2 separate regions of the Oncorhynchus mykiss genome follow, and region 2 is linked to region 1. A link is a contact called in public Hi-C data. All regions are on one chromosome and are shown on one strand. Each heading gives the region's core, a stretch centred on a gene start, on an enhancer-like site or on the middle of the called end of the contact. The rest is flanking DNA. Distances are from core to core; before and after follow the strand shown.

Region 1 (2,573 bases), core at 20-2,519:
ACCATCTTGCCTATGCCACACAGCCATGGCGCATCCATATATTTATATGTACATATTCTTATTCCATTCCCTTACATTGTGTGTATAAGGTAGTCATTGTGAATTTGTTAGATTACTTGTTAGATATTATTGCACTGTTGGAACTAGAAGCACAAGCATTTCGCAACGCTCACATTAACATCTGTTTACCAAGTGAATGTGAGCAATACAATTTTATTTTATTTGACCAGAATAGAAAGAGGAGTGGGAGGCCCCGGTGCACAACTGAGCAAGAGGACAAGTACATTAGAGTGTCTAGTTTGAAAAACAGACACCTCACAAGTCCTCAACTGGTAGCTTCATTAAATACTACCCACAAAACACCAGTCTCAACGTCGACGGTCTAGAGGCAACTCTGGGATACTGGCCTTCTAGGCGGAGTTCCTCTGACCAGTGTCTGTGTTTAGTTGCCCATCTTAATCTTTTATTTTTATTGGCCAGTCTGAGATATGGCTTTTTCTTTGCAACTCTGCCTAGAAGGCCAGCATCCCGGAGTCACCTCTTCACTGTTGACGTAGAGACTGGTGTTTTGCAAGTACTATTTATTGAAGCTGCCAGTTGAGGACTTGTGAGGCATCTGTTTCTCAAATTAAAAGTATAATTGAAACTTGTTCTAAAAACATTATTTAATCACCTTTCAATAACCTATCATTTCCGTTCTCAGAACGTTAATGAAAACTTTCCGGAAACCATAGTAAGACGTTATCAGAACCTCCCTGCAACCTAAAATTGAACGTTGCCAGAACAGGTGAAATTTTCACTTCAGTTTTCAGAACATTCAGTTTCACCGGCCAGGAAACGTATAGCTTCGTTCCCAGAACCAATGGGAAACCAAAAACGTATGTTACCACAAATTCCGAGGAACCAAATCCAAATGTGCTAGCTGATTCAAGATTTGCCTCTTATCTTGCCTTTATCTTGTGTTTAAATGTGTTTAATAAACCCATTTAATCATAGCTGAATATCGCACAGAAGCCTTGACTGACTAGATGTTTAAATGCAGGCAGTATTGAATGTAATGATTTCCTTACATTATTTTCCTGTATGTCCAACTCCCACCCATGAATTTCTCGACATCCTTATTTGGGCGGAGAACGTCTTGAATGCATGTGCAATTTCGTTGAAAAGGCGTGAGATGGGTGTGGCTTCCCCAGACATATCCAATGAAACCCCATTCATCAGTGGAAAGGGGCGAGGCCGCAGAGGGAAACCCTTGCAGTCTGTGGACGGGAGTTGGTGGAGGGGGCGGGGTTATGAGACGGAAGTGTCTAACTGACTGGTCCAGCTGTCATCGACTAGAAGAGACCATTCGCACCGGCTGACTTGGAAATGCAGAAAATGGAAAAAAGCTGAAATATGGCAACATCTAGGAACCATAAGGACATGACGACAATTTAGAGGTACATAATGCACGACCTAGAATTAGTTTCATAAATGTAATGTCATACCAGAGAATTGCACTCAGGTTTGTACTCGTAGTTTGGAATTGCTAAATTATGATGACAACGATTGGTGCTAAGCTATGACATTGAACACACAGGACACGAAACCGACGAGGTCGTTTAAAGATACACATACCATTTAATACCAATATTACCGCAGATCCAGCCCGTGTATCGCTGTAGGTGGAATTTTAGGATACATTGAATTTCTAGTCGACATTGTTGCTTATCTGCGTCGATTGCTCGCTAGATCGGCAACAATGTATCTACTGTGGTAGCTTGTCGGCTATAACCGTAGCAGATTTTATACAGGGAACTAGGCTACCCTAGATTCAGAACAGACAAGAGACGTCATCAGTATTTGCTTTAAATGGTCGCGTCGGAGTTGGTCATTGGAGAAAAAAATTAATCTAGATATTCGGTAGGTGTTGGTGTATTTACCTTACTTATAACGCGCGGGCATAGACACACTACACTGCATATAGACCGCATATAGATAAACACTGATAATCGCAATGTGTTTGATTGACAGGGCACATGGAGCCCAACGCAGCAGCTGTTAGCTTGCTAGCCACATAACGACCTTTGGGAAGTGAAACGTCAAGTAACAGTGTAGCCAGCCTGCCTGGTTGGTGCTATGTGCTTCTACCACATCTAACCCACGCAGCTTAACTCGAGTGTTTTCTGTTGCGGCTTGTTAGTGCTACTGCTATGCTTAGTCTGTGTAATTTTATCATGTAGCCTTGGCCTACCGTGGCTGAGCGAGTCAATGATTTCTTCTCATTGAGTTACATCACAGGACTAGCAGGCTGCAGTTGCAGCAAAGTCACTGCAGTTGGCGAGGCTGGTGTTGTTTTGGAAGGCCTGTAGGCTCAAATTGTGGTGGGACAGCCTTTGTATTTATGGCCTCAACCCTCCCTCTCTCTCCCTCCCTCCCCGCTCTCCCCCACATCCCCCTTTCTCGCTCATGCCTTCACTCCTCACCTCCCCCTCACCCACTTTTCCCCCTTCTCTCCCTCACTTCTCTCCTTTCTCATGTTAAACAGTAGGAAATAGGCCTAGAAGACACTGAGATAAGAAGAACCAAGTTAA
Region 2 (2,573 bases), core at 25-2,524, 180 kb before region 1:
TATGGCCAGACAACACAGAGACACACTCCACCACACAACTCAGTCTAGTGTGAACAAACAGACAAACGGCTAGAAGGACAGACAGGGGCAGCGGGAAGCTGCCCCCCCCCCCCCCCCCCCCCACACACACACACACACACCTCTCTGATTCAGAGGGGCTGGGTTAAATGCAGAAGACATATTTCAGCTGAATGTATTCAGTTGTACAACTGACTAGGTATCTCCTTTCCCTTTCCAGACAGGCAGACTCACAGATAGGCTGGCAGGCAAGCAGACTATCACGGCCAGTCATCTTGTTCTATGCAGTCACTTAGAGAGATCAATTAACCCGTCTAGATCAATATTAGCTTTACAGCTTTACTCTGATGGTCCAATTAAACGAAGCCCAGAGAGTGTAAGTTACAGGCTGGATCAGCTCATTGACATGTTACTATTCAGAGAGGGAGGAGAAAGTATCTGTGATTTATCCTAGTAATAGACTGGAGGGTTGGAGGACTTACATTAACTCTGTTTACTTCAGATCCATAGACAATCACACTCTCTGTTCCCTCAAAGTCACATGTGTGAAACACAAGGCCCGCTGGCCAAATCCGGCCACAGCAATGATTTAGGGTGTCAATTCATTTTGGCCCGCTTCCATAGAGTACCACAGTATCTGTCATAATACCCATAAAACTTAGCGGTCAAACAAGGAAATGGTCCCAATTGTTTTTCCACCATTCCTTTTTCCCATAGGGGATTTTAGAAACACTTAAACTAAGGGCTGTGTTTTGTGTAGGCTCATCCTGGAGTGAGGTTTTGAGAACCGTGTAAATCTGTGCTGTATGTGTCCTGGAGGGCTTTTTGTTATTACATAAATACTTCAAAATTCACAAAAAGTGCCATTAGTTGATGAAGATTATTTCATAGAAAAAAGGTCTAAGATATTTTGGCCATTTATCCAAAAACTCCATTGATTTTCCCATTGGATCAAGTTTCCAAGGATCCGTTTATGAACAACTTTTGGCACCACTACCCCACAGAACAATGAGACAGATATATCACTGGATTATAAAGCATCCGTTTGGCGTTTCCACTCACTACCAAATATGGTAGTATGGTAGCCTTTGCTAAAATTGTAAAAAATTGCTTAGGAGTGCAAAATCTAGTTATTGCACACGCGCATTTCAGAGTAGGCGTCCCCAACGGAACTATACAGATGTATGCTAGAACGGGCCAATATGATCTCGCTAGCTCGTGCTGGGCTCTGCCCACCCGCATGCTTGTTCTGCCCACTATGACCCATCTGTTCGCATTGGAAACGACAGGCTGTGGTCTATCTTGGTTTATTTATAAAAAATCTTTGACTACCAGCCCAGTTTATTGTGGCGACGTCATGTGATCCATACTTCCTAGTCTGTTAGCATTTCGCTACTTCGAGGTCGTGTAAGCGTTGTCAAGCGCATAAGTTAACTTTTTCTACTTTTAAAACTCTATAACAAAAGACAGACATGGCGGAGCTTAGTTTTGTAATTCCTATGTCGGTGATGACTCTGTTTTGGGGGATTATTGGTGGAGTTGTGCCGTGGTTTGTCCCCAAGGGACCGAACAGAGGGTGAGTAAATTAGCTAACATGATAGAAAAAAGCAATATCTTGCTAACTATAAAAGTTTGCAAACAAAGGACATACTTCATGCTAGACCTCAAATGTCTCTTGTATTCATATTCGTGGAAAATGTGAAACCTATTTTTATGTGTATGCGTCCAATAACTTTTTATTAGCTTTTTAGTCCGTTGCTAAATTATTATACTTGGCAGCTGTTTCTATTGTCAAATATATTGCTCATCATGGCCAACAATAGTTGAGTTGACTTTAAAGTACTAATAAACTTTAACATTTGGCAAATTTCGTTTTGTTGGATAAAAATTGATGGAAATAGACGAATTAAGATGTAATTTTGGAACTTCCCCCAGTCCATTTCTAGTTCCCATCTGCTCTGTCACTTGCATGTGACTGAAGTTGGCATAATAAAGCCCTATCTGCATGAAGTAGGCCCAGTAGGACGTCTGGGAGATGAGCACTTGCCATAATAAACCATAGATATAGGACTAACATTTGGTTTGTTGTTGTCTATAGCCTAATGTCTTGTTACTGCTTTGTAATAATGTCTTGGCCCAGTGCAATAATGCCTCTCTTTCCCCCTCCACAGAGTGATAGTTACCATGTTGGTGCTAACTGCTGTCTGCTGCTACCTGTTGTAAGTATAGTCCTCCCAGGAATGTAGCTGAATATTTAACAGTATCACTATGAGGGCCCTTCTTGTATTAATTTGGCTCCGTTGGTTGGAACAGGGCGCAGGCGGGCAACATCAAGGGTGTATTCATTACGGAAACCCTTTACCGTTTTAAGAATTAAACAGAGCAAATGAAACTGGGAAGGATCTACCTGAATTTAACCAATAGAAACTCTCTTTTGCGTTTTCTGTTTTGCGTAAACGTTTTGAAACAGAATCGGGGTAATGATTAAAGCCCAGTGTTGTGTGTGTTGAATCTTGCATCATGCATAATGTTGCTTTCATGAAAGTGTGAAATGG

What was found. A called contact is a pair of places that touch in the nucleus more often than the background predicts.
Region 2: a Hi-C map of liver shows a contact between it and region 1, with 6 times the contacts expected there. The contact joins the promoter of LOC110504600 here to the promoter of LOC110504372 in region 1. A contact is called at or near these places in 2 of 3 Hi-C or Micro-C datasets (blood and liver).

Annotation. Positions count from the first base shown.
Region 1 is chr31:12,715,431-12,718,003 of USDA_OmykA_1.1, reverse strand. It overlaps LOC110504372 (cytoplasmic polyadenylation element-binding protein 4), which reads left to right and starts at 1,269. Exons shown (of 12, transcript XM_036969722.1): 1 at 1,269-1,439; 2 at 2,531-2,573.
Region 2 is chr31:12,894,407-12,896,979 of USDA_OmykA_1.1, reverse strand. It overlaps LOC110504600 (V-type proton ATPase subunit e 2), which reads left to right and starts at 1,274. Exons shown (of 4, transcript XM_036969930.1): 1 at 1,274-1,594; 2 at 2,190-2,237. The coding sequence starts at 1,491.